2 separate regions of the Sus scrofa genome follow, and region 2 is linked to region 1. A link is a contact called in public HiChIP or PLAC-seq data. All regions are on one chromosome and are shown on one strand. Each heading gives the region's core, a stretch centred on a gene start, on an enhancer-like site or on the middle of the called end of the contact. The rest is flanking DNA. Distances are from core to core; before and after follow the strand shown.

The links. HiChIP or PLAC-seq counts read pairs in DNA pulled down with a chosen protein or histone mark.
Region 2: an H3K27ac HiChIP or PLAC-seq map of alveolar macrophages shows a contact between it and region 1. The contact joins the promoter of TBCB here to the promoter of TYROBP in region 1. A contact is called at or near these places in 1 of 47 Hi-C or Micro-C datasets (embryonic fibroblasts) and 1 of 2 datasets of contacts at active chromatin or transcription factors (alveolar macrophages).

Annotation. Positions count from the first base shown.
Region 1 is chr6:45,309,243-45,314,898 of Sscrofa11.1, forward strand. It overlaps TYROBP (TYRO protein tyrosine kinase binding protein), which reads right to left and starts at 3,244. Exons shown (of 5, transcript NM_214202.1): 1 at 3,168-3,244; 2 at 2,766-2,792; 3 at 2,483-2,617; 4 at 2,259-2,302; 5 at 1-181. The coding sequence starts at 3,222. The coding sequence ends at 116.
Region 2 is chr6:45,481,252-45,486,869 of Sscrofa11.1, forward strand. It overlaps TBCB (tubulin folding cofactor B), which reads left to right and starts at 1,291. Exons shown (of 6, transcript NM_001205403.1): 1 at 1,291-1,483; 2 at 1,850-1,993; 3 at 5,163-5,259. The coding sequence starts at 1,370. POLR2I (RNA polymerase II subunit I) reads right to left here and starts at 1,067. Exons shown (of 6, transcript NM_001205404.1): 1 at 645-1,067; 2 at 514-568; 3 at 178-251; 4 at 15-89. The coding sequence starts at 703.

The DNA of each region.
Region 1 (5,656 bases), core at 1,994-4,493:
TGACATGGAGGATACTCTGTGGATCCGTATCCTGGTGGGAGCAGAAAGGGGTGCTGGGCAGGCATCAGGAATGACTGGATCCAGGCATCGGGTTGATGACTGTCCTGATTTGGGCTCATTTGTAATACTGCCTCTGTGTGTTGAGGTCGCTGTAGACATCTGACCTCTGGCCTTGGAGCTCCTAAAGGGATGGACAGGGTAGAGACCCTCTGTGAAAGAGGTTCACCAAACCAGCTTAAAGCCAGTGCCTTGCCATGGCTGTGGCGGAGGCCAGCAGCTGCAGCTCCAGCTAGATCCCTAGACTGGGAACTTCCATATGCTGTGGGCGCGGCCCTAGACAAACAAACAAAAACAAAAACCAACTGTGGTTAAACTTAAAACAACAAGATCTAGCCTTTTCCCAGTGGCCTTCACACTTGCAGCCAAGAGAGAGATCTGGATCTTATTCAAGTGCATTCAGCATTCCCCCTTCTCCTCTGCCTCATCGTTATGGCCCAGCCCAGTGGCCTTTGGGTGCGCCATTCTCTGCCTGGAACACTGGTCCCCTAGAAATTCCCATGGATGGTTCCTTCTCTTTGTTCAAGTCTCGGCTCAAGTCACTTTCCCAGGAGGCATTTCTTAATTCCCCATCTCTACTTTCTTCCTCCCACATCCCACTTACTCTCACATCAACCTGCTTTATTTCCTTCATGCTGCTTCCCCAAATGATCTTCCGTGTTGCTTTGCTTCAAGTCTGTCTCCCCAACTAGGACACAAGCTCTGCTTACAAGCATCTAGCGTAGACAGGTCCTCAGCCAATTCCACCAAAGCGGTGAATAAATTGGAATAATGCTCTGCCTGAAATGTCACCGCCCCCAGTAACTGGAAGGCCCCTTCAGTCTTCCGGTCCTCACAGAGCCGCACTTGAGCTTCTTATACTTTGCAAAGTCTTTTTTAGCCACACATGAGGCAAAGCAAAGTGGGTTGCAGGTGGGGCTTTCACAGAACAAGGTTTACAATGGCAATGGGGTGTCTATCACCCCAAGGCCTCAGAATCCTTGAAATCTTGTACAAACGCCTAGTCTGGGTGTGTATTTTTGTGGAGAGGGTCTATGCGGCTTCCATTAGATTCTCAGAGGAGCTCCTGACCCCCTAAAGTGTTAAGAATGGCACTGACAGGAGTTCCCATCATGGCTCAGCAGAAACGAATCTGATGAGTATCCATGAGGATGTGGGTTCCATCCCTGGCCTCGCACAGAGGGTTAAGGATCTGGCATTGCCGGGAGCTGTGGTGTAGGTCGCAGATGTGGCCCTGATCTGGCATGGCTATGGCTGTGGCGTAGGCCGGCAGATGGAACTCAGATTAGACTCCTAGCCTGGGAACCTCCATATGCCACCACTGTGGCCCTAAAAATACAAAAAAAAAAAAAAAAAAAAAAAAAAGAATGGTACTGACAGAAGGTGGGTGATGGAAAGATGATTATGGGCACAGAGGTTCTTTTTTTTTTTTTTTTTTTGTCTTTTTTTGTTGTTGTTGCTATTTCTTGGGCCGCTCCCGCGGCATATGGAGGTTCCCAGGCTAGGGGTTGAATCGGAGCTGTAGCCACCGGCCTACGCCAGAGCCACAGCAACGCGGGATCCGAGCCGCGTCTGTGACCTACACCACAGCTCACGGCAACGCCGGATCGTTAACCCACTGAGCAAGGGCAGGGACCGAACCCGCAAACTCATGGTTCCTAGTCGGATTCGTTAACCACTGCGCCACGACGGGAACTCCGGCACAGAGGTTCTTAAGAAGGGTTTCAAAGATCCTTGCGCTGGCCCTAGATTATATGCACAAATTGGTATTTTTTGTGTGGATTCTTCAAAGGAGTCTTTAGATTTGGATAGTGTCTCGAAGGGATGCAAACTCCTCCCCTCCAAACTCTAGAATGTTTCTTTTTGGAGTCACCAAACTAGGCTGAATTCTATCCTCTGCCCTTAGGAGGACTTCTCCAGGACATCAGCCTGTCCTGGGCTGGGCTTTTCCAGAACAATTCAGAGCCTGCCTTCGGACTGAGGCCAACCATTCCTGTATGTCCCCTCCACACATTGTAAGCCGAGCATAAGGTCATGAACGATCACTGAAAGCATTCTGGATGCTTGGTCTTCAAGCATTTAAGGGGTGCTGCGAAAGGGGCTTTCGGGTCTAGGTTCTGCAGGGCCTGGGGGAGGGGTACTCCAGATGGACACCCCCAGGAGAGGAGTGAGCTATGAGAAAGAGAAGCTGGTTTCCTCACCTGATAAGCAGACTCTGTCTCAGCGATGTGTTGTTTCCGGGTCACTGCTTAGGGGTGGGGAGCAGCAGAGTGCAGACACAGGGTGAGAATCAGGAGCACCACATTGTGACAGAACCAGCCCCTCCATCACCCCCCTTGGATGCTTGTGACTCGGGAGCCATACCCCCTCCCCACCAGGCAGGTCCTCAGAGGGTCCCAGGCCATCCTCTGGCGGCCCCACTCACCGTCCACGGCCCCACGTGTCCGAGGGACCAGCCGACCCAGGGAGTACACAGCCAGGGCGATGAGGAGGGTCAGCACCAGATCCCCCAGCACGATCCCCGCCAGGATGCCGGGGCTCACGGCGGAGCAGCTGCATTCTGGAATGGATGGGGCATGGGGGTGAGGGGAGGTCCGTGGGAGTAGGGCATTGGGAGGAGGTGTCAGTCATCAGGGGGAGACTGGGGAAGGGACAGAGATGGGGTGGTCTCGGGCGGGGGGGGGGGTCGGGAGGGGGGACTGGCCTACCTCTCTGGGCCTGGACAAGGCTGAAACCTGAGGAGAGAAAAAGAAGGTAAACTGAGACACAGGGCTGGTGGGCATAGAGGCTGGGGGAGGGGGGTTCCTGACAGCCAGGAGGCAAGGGTGGACAGCAAGGTCCGGTGGGACCTGTGGGCCAGCATCCAAGCCGCTGGACTGTGTTACTTCTACATCGGCTTTTCCTGTTGCAACATCTTAGAGTGCCCTCCCTCTGCTTCTGCCAGAGGCCCAATCTCAGGGGCGCAGGCTCTGAGAGAGACCCATAGGGTGTGGGGGGCTGGGGAATCTGCTGGGTCCACCCCGCTCCCCACCCCTTTGCTTTTCTCTTCCCACCCTGTTCCCTGTCCTGCCCCAAGCTGAGCCCGGGAGCGTCAGAGGCCCCCAACTCACCACCCACAGCCAGGAGGAGAGGCAGGAGTCCATTGGAGGGTCCGAGGCGCCCCATGATGCAGATGACGCTGCTGGACACCACAGTCCAAGGCCAGTGGGATGTGGCGTAGTGTCCAACCAAGTAAAGGAGGAAGTCTGAGGTGGGCGGTGGCAGAAGGGAGGAGGGGACAATGGGGGAGGAGGAACAGAGACATATAATACCACAAAGAATCAGGCCCGGACACCCCAGAGGCCGTGCTGCAGCCGCTAACAGCTGGAATGAAAGGTCAAAGGTGCGTGGGTCAACTTGAGCTCCATCCCCAAACAAGGCTCAGACATCACTGTACCAGGAGCCTCGATGGCTGACTCTGACTGAGGCTATCGCTGCCTCTTCCGGGCTGGACGACCTTGAATCCGTCACTCAACCCCTCTGGGCCTCAGTTTCCTCATCTGTAAGATGAGAAGTAAAGCAGTACCTACTTTGTAGGGTGCTGTAGGGATCAAATGGATGAATATTTCTAGAACAGGGTCTGACACTTGTCAGCTCTTCATTTTTATTTTTATTTTTTTGCTTTTTAGGGTTGCACCCGCGGCATATGGAAGTTGAATCGAAGCTCCAGCTGCCGGCCTACACCACAGCACACCAGATCCGAGCTGAGTCTGGAACTACACCACAGCTCATGGCAATGCTGGATCCTTAACTCACTGAGCGAGGCCAGGGATCAAACCCGATTCCTTGTGGATCCTAGTTGGGTTTGTTAACCGCTGAGCCCCGAAGGGAGCTCCCTTGTCAGCTTTTTATAAGCACCCATTACAATTATTTGGAATGTTCATAGCATATTAAAGGAGAACCATTAGGGAGTTCCTGTCGTGGCTCAGCAGATTAAGAACCCGTCTAGTATCCATGAGGATATGTGTTCAATCCCTGGCCTCGCCTCGTTCAGTGGGTTAAAGGCTCCAGCGTTGCCACAAGCTGCGTCACAGGTCACAGACACAGCTCGGCTCCTACATTGCCGTGGCTGTGGTTTAGACCCGTAGCTGCAGCTCCAATTTGACCCCTAGCCGTAGGTGGGGCCCTATAAAGACAAAAAAGAAGAGAGAGAGAGATACAGGTGCTAAAGAGGTGCAGGCACTCTGTCCCAGGCATTAAGGCTTTTAACCCCCAACAGCACCGTCTGAGGCACAGGCTCTTACCCCCATTTTACAGAAAGAAAGATACTTGCCGAAGGTGACACAGCAAATAAAGGTGGAACTGGAACCCAGCAGCTAAAAACAGACATTTGACCCTCGGAAAGGAGTAGGGGAAAAGGGAAGATCGGGAAGGAGAGAGCCGAGGCGAGGCAGAGAAAGAGGAGAGGAACAGGCCGAGACAGGGCTGCACACGGCCCAGCCCAGGACCGGGGCTCTGGGGAGAAGCAGGTGGGCCACAGTGTGGTGGCTCTGGGCCAGGCTGGGCTGCCCCCACCAAATGAGGAAGTGGCTGGAAGTGCTCACTGAGAGAGGCCACCCAGCAGATGACAAGGACTTCTAGCCCCCAGGAGGAGCCTGAACTGGGCTGGGAAAGGAGGAACCTGAGGTTAGGGTGCCTGGGGGATGGGCCAGGGGCCGGAAGCCCCCCTCCCCCGTCCAGGAAGCCAACACCCACGGTTCCCCAGGCCTGGGCTCAGGACAGAAAACAGGGAACTGGAAGGTGGTCATGAGATAGATGCTCAGTGGCCCACTGGGGCGGGGGTTGGGGTGGGGGGGTTTTAACTTGGAGTCCGGAAGAGGATCTGGGCCAAGTTCAAGGCAGCACTAGCTGCTAAAGCCACCATCACCACCATCGCCCAGGCTTGGGCTTGGCCGAGTCCTGTGGCAGAAGAATTAGCACACCCCACCCCCACCCCCCAGGTCTGTCTGGAGTGAGCAGGTCCTGCAGGTCCTACTGGCACCCCAGGCCCCTCAAGGCAGCTAAAGCCCAGTGAACTGCGGGCAATCAGAGACCAGAGGAAGCTCTGAGCCAGGATGGTATTGATCTGCCTGGGGTGTTCAAGGGCTGCCTCTGGCTGGGCCAGGGGAATGGACTGTGGTGGGGGGGGCAGGTTGCTGCAGTGGTCCAGGATTTTGTGAGTTGTGTTTAGAATAAGGCCTGCCTGGCACACTGAATAGCTCAGCGAACGGAAGTCATTACCAACATCACTATTGTTACTGTTCTTTTGTGTGTGTGTCTTTTTAGGGCCACACCCTCGGCATATGGAGGTTTCCAGGCTAGGGGTCCAATCAGAGCTGTAGCCGCCGGCCTTCGCCAGAGCCACAGCCGAGCCACGTCTGCAACCTACACCACAGCTCACGGTAACGCCGGATCCTTCACCCACTGAGCGAGGCCAGGGATAGAACCTGCAACCTCATGGTTCCCAGTCAGATTCGTTAACCACTGAGCCACGACGGGAACTGCTGTTGTTACCGTTCTTAGAACTTCAAGTCTCCAGTTCTGGGCTGACCTTGCTGAAAATCCACCCTAACCTCTCAGC
Region 2 (5,618 bases), core at 41-2,540, 170 kb after region 1:
GGCTGCATGCTCACTTTTGGCATGGGTGGTCTTCAGTCCGCGGCAACGTGGGGTCCTGGGACACGTCAGCGATGATCTGGGTTAGTTCGCTGATGGAAGAGAAAAGAGAATAACTATGCTTAGACCAAGCCTCCCGAGCCAACAACCCCGGCCCCGAGCTCCCGTCCTGCCACTCACTCCACTTCGTGTGTGATTTTGTTGACGTAGATGCAGCTGTTGTCAGCCTCCTGCTGGTAATCACAATTCCGGCACTGCGGGAGGGAGAGTGTGGCGGGAAGGGGGTTACGGAGAGATCCCCGATGGGACTGGAAGGGAGGGCAGGGTCTTCCTCGGAGGGGATGGAATCTCGAGGTTGGGATCATGGGGTGTAGTCGAGGATCACCTCGGGGATGGGCAGGACAAGAGTCGGGTTCACTCGGGGGGTAGTTCGGGAACTAGACCAGACCCCACGGGGGGCTGTACAGGGAGCAGGGCGGGACCCCGTTAGGAACGGGTGGATAGGCTCGCGCTCACCGCGTAAAGCAGAATGCGGTTCTCCTTGTCTTCCTTGGGGTAAAGCATGTTGTTGCTGGGGGGGGGGCGGTTAAAGGTCAGTCTTGGGACCATTACTTGCTCCCCTCCAACACATGCTGGCCGTGTCTCACCATTCCTGGCAGAATCGAATACCCACGAAGCCTGGCTCGTAGGTCCCGTCCGGTTCCATAGCGGCGCGCTGCCCGCCCAGCCTTCCGCGCTTGCCCCGCTGCGCGACAGGTGGCGGGAAGGGTCAGACCTCGTAGCTTCGCCAAAAGAGGGGCGGAGCTGCGCTCGAGTACTGGCTCCCAGTGGCTTTACGCTCGGTTCTCTGCCCTGAGGTTTGATTAATTACTTGCTTCAAGCTCTTGATATCCTAGAATAATTGCTTCCAACATCTGGGCTTCGCTTCCCCAGTTTACAGAATAGTGTGGTACGAGAGCCAGAAATACAGTGCGTCACATAACCCAAAGCTCTACGCATAAAGAAGCCATGGCTTTCTGCCGACCGAAGGCCAATGCACATGCGCGAGTTTACCCGTCGCAGACTGGAGTAGCTCTTGCCAGTCCTTCCTCCTGGCTTCGGCCTTCGTCCGCCGGGCCGTCTCCCGTGCCCCTATTGGAAGAACTGTACCGGGTGGAAGACCTTTCAGGATTGGCTGGGCCCAAGACTAGGGAGAATCCTCCTCCTGGCGGCGGCGAAGAGATGCGGCGATTGGCCGACCCTCCTGGCGGGAGAGCGTGGATTGGCCAGGTCGCAGAGCAGGGGGAGGGACTGATATCCCAGAAGCGGCGGCGACTGCGGAGCGTGTGTTAGGCGGCTGAACGGGCTGCGGGCCCCCTCAGGGCGCGGCGAGATGGAGGTGACGGGGTTGTCGGCGCCCACGGTGACCGTTTTCATCAGCAGCTCTCTCAACAGCTTCCGCTCCCAGAAGCGGTATAGTCGCAGCCTCACCGTAGCAGAGTTCAAGGTGTGGCCTTGGGGGCGGGGCTCGGAGGGGCGGGGCCAAGAAGACCTGGAGGGTCTTCCCCAGTGCCGGGAGGAAGCCCGAGATAAACCGAGGTTGCAGAGGCTGGGGAATGAACCTCAGCGGGGCGGGTTCATAGGGAACCTGAGTTTACAGAGGATGGTCGCGGGGCCTGGGAAAGTCACAGGTTTCAGGATCAGGGCCCGAGGGGGTGGGGCCAGGGGTAACCAGGGATAATACCATGTGAGTATTTCTATATGGTGGGAAGGAGTGTTGGTTATGGACACAAAGGGCAGAGCCTCAGGATAGAGGACAGGGCCCCTGACAACCTTCCACCTCTTCTCCGCCTCCCCATTTGTCCTCCCACAGGATAAACTACAGCTGGTTGTGGGCAGCCCTGCTTCCTGCATGGAATTGGAACTGTATGGACCTGACGACAAGTTCTATGTCAAGCTGGATCAGGAGGATGCCCTGCTGGGCTCATACCCTGTAGATGACGGCTGTCGCATCCATGTGAGGCCTCCCTACCTGGGATCCCTCCCTTCTGTTCATTTACTTATTCAACAGATGCTTGCTGTGGTTTGCTATATGTGATAACTAAAATAGGCCCTAACCGCGTGGAGCTCCCAGTCCATCAGGGAGAGAGACAGACCCATCACCAGACACTGGCAGTCAAGAGTGGTCTGGACTGGGCTGAGAAAACCCCAGGGGACTGGAGGCAGCCAGAAGAGGTGCCTGACTCCACCTGGGGGTATCAGAAGGGGCCTCCTGAAGGGAGGGATGCCTGAGCTGAGACCTGAAGGATGAGGAAAGGGCAACCTAAGAGGAGAGTGGGAGGGGCAGGCCAGGCAGAGGGAACAGAGTGTGAGGGGGGGTCAGAGTGAGTCATGAGGCTCACATGTTGGGAGAAGCCGGAAGCAGGACCTCTGTATGCATCTGCTCACATCATCCTCTCTGTCCTCAGTGTTCCCCCCAAAAACTCCTCAGACATCCAAGCATCCCTGGTGCACTTTGCATGTGCTGTTCCCTGTGCCCGAACGGTTCTTATTTCTGTGCCCACATGGCTAACTCCTTCCTTCCAGTCTTTACTTAAATGTCACCTTCCAAGTGTGAGAGCTTTGTTGCCTCAGTTTAAAATTTAAACCTCTTCCCTTTCCTTTCCCACTTTATTTGGTTTTTGTCCTTTGCACTGATCACCCTGTGCCATACTGCGGATTTTCCTCCAGCACCTGGAACAGTGCCTGGTACAGAAAGGATGCTCAGTGAATCATTGTTGAATGATGAATTGAATCCAGTAAATAAGACATGGAAAATGGTATAATTAATTCTTAGCTTAGCTTAGCCTGAAACTTAGCTTCAGGATGGAAGTTACTTTCCTGAGGAGAAACTCTAGCTAGAATTTTTACCTCAGTCGGCCTGGCTCCAGAAGTCAGTGTACCCAGAGTACCAGTTCTCGTTTATCTCTTTCATTTATTCATAACTGTTTACTGAGCATGTGTGTTATACCAGGGGTAGGGCTGTAAATCCAGTCTGAGAAGGTCTCTGTTTTAGCTCTCTCCAGTGTGTGAGGTAGATGTTAGCTGAATAGTCACAGGAACAGATGTGAAGAGTCAGTGAGATGAGGGCCATGAAGGAAGCGATCACAGAGCTTGGACACCCTTACTGGGGAGCCTGACCCATCAGAGATCCAGGAGGACTTCCTGGAGGAAGTGCTACTTGAGCAGAGACCTGAAGAATAGGAAGGTTAACTGAAGGAAGGGAAAGGATGCTCCAGGAGGAGGGCACAGCCTGTGCAAACACTCCGAGGTGGGAGGGAGCACAGTGGGTCTAGGGGCTGAAGAGTGACCTCCTCTATTGTGGAAGGAAGTGGGAGCCAAGGGAGGACTCGGAGCCAGGCGGGTCCTGGTCTCACTCAGAGTTCACAGACTCCCGCTGACTACATGTAGGGAACAGACTGTGGAGGACAGAGGGGTGGGGAGAGCAAGGAGGAGGTTGTCTCTAGAGTCCAGTTGGGGCAGTGGGTCGTGGACCATGATAGGAATTGGTCAGGACTGTGAAGAGCCCATGACTGCCTCTGGCCTGACCTGGGCAGTTGACATAGGGGTGCTGGTGGGTCAGGCTGGGCGGTGGCATCCTCAAATGGGAGGGTTCCACACGCATGGTTTCAGCTATGGACACCCCGCTCGCTGACTTCTGATGCCACACAAGGCGGGTTTCTCAGAGGTGGAGCCTCTGGAGAATTTGTATTTGTTCTGTATATAAATATCCCTCAAATTCCTCACAATAGCGAATGCCAGTAACTTCAAACTTACAAAAATACCTAATAGAGTAGAAATTCTGAGTGCTCCTTGGCCGTTTCTGTTTTGCCATGTTAGTGCAGTGGCTCAGGCCAGACACCTCAGGTGTTCCTGACCTCTCTCCCTCCCACCCCAATCTGATCTGTCCTCAGACCCTAAGGGCTCCACCTAGAAAATCTATGCAGAATCCACACTATTCTCCCCCTCCGCCCCCACCCAGGCCCAGCCTCCAGCTTCATCTCTGGTCTCTCTGCTCCCATCCCTGTGCCCCTCCATCTCCCTCCTACACTTGGCTGAGGGAACATATGAACCCCCAAGTCAGATCAGAGGCTTCTGGCTGAGCATCTCATTCTGGGAAAAAGCCAAAGTCTCCAATGATCTCTTGTGTCTCCCCTGCCATCCCCCTGGCTCACTTCTGCCACACGGGCCCTGCCATTCCTCAAAGGGGCTAAAGATATTTCTCCATCCGGGACCTTGTGCCTGTTGTTCCTTCAGGCCTTGTCTCAGGCATCCCCGTCTTCCAGAAGCCTCTTCATGGTATCTTTCTGCATAGAACTCTGTCATCCTGTAGGGTTCAGTACACATCCCTAGAGTCCCCACTGGCAAAAGGGGATCAGCGGCGTCTCTGGAGCTGGGACGCAGGTTTGATCCCCAGCCCAGCTCAGTGGGTCAAAGATAGGGTGTTGCTACAACTACGGGGTAAGTTGGATCTGATCTCTGGCCCAGGAACTCCCTATGCCATGGGGCACCCCCCCAAAAAAAAATAATAGTAATTACAATTAACACACATCGCTGCAGATTTGTTTCTGGTCGACCTCTCAGCAGAATGAGCTCTCCATGCAGAAGGGCATGATCCACTCCGGCACCGTGTCCCTAGTACCCAGCACTGGGCGCAGCTGGGCCCCTGGGAGGAGCTCAGTAGGCCAAGAGTAAATGAATGTTGGGGGCAGTACCGGAAGAGACGCTTCAGGATCTAGAAGTTGGGGTCAGCTTAGGAGGGTCCCAGAGGCCCAGAAGGGATAGACGCACTGCCCAGGAGGCTCATAAGCAAGGCCCGGGCTCTGTCCTTCAGTTCCGTGTCCTGGGGCCATCAGTGATGTGATGCCAGTACGTGGGGGTTGCTGGAGGCAGATGCAGCCTCCAGGGCTTGGATGGAGTGTGGAAGGGGAGACGGCCATCGAAGGCCCCTGCTGTCACCCCTTCCACTGGGCTCTGGGGAGAGGAGAAGGCGGGGGTGAAGGTGATGGTGGAGGAATGTGATTTTTCTGAGACACGAGAGACTTGAATCCATGGAAGGCTCCAGGACGCAGCCACGCTCACCCCCTCAGCGTCCCAGGCCTCCCTGCGCAGGCCCTGATCCCCACTGACCCCTCCCCTCACGGCAGGTCATTGACCACAGCGGTGCCCGCCTTGGGGAGTACGAGGACATGTCCAAGGTGGAGAAGTACAAGATCTCACAAGAAGCCTACGACCAGAGGCAAAGTACGGGGTGCCCAGGGGCCAGTGGGAGGCAGAGGGAGTTGGGGGTGTGTGGGGACAGATGAGATAGACAGGGGTATTGAGGGGAAGTAGGTGGTGGGGACAGGTGGGCATGGGGGAATGAGGGAGTGGGGTGAGGTTGGGGACAGATGGGTCACAGGAGAGCCTTCCGGGGTGGACCAGCGTGGGGTGTGAGGGGCTGTGGGCAGGCAGGCAGGGCCATGGCAAAGTGGAGGGGGTGTGAGAGGAAGGTCTAGGGTGGGGGGGTCAGGCATGAGGGGCTGGTCAGGGTCACACTGGGAGCGTGGTGTAAGGGGCAGAGCCATGTAGAATATGTGGAACAGACTGGACAGCGAGGCAGT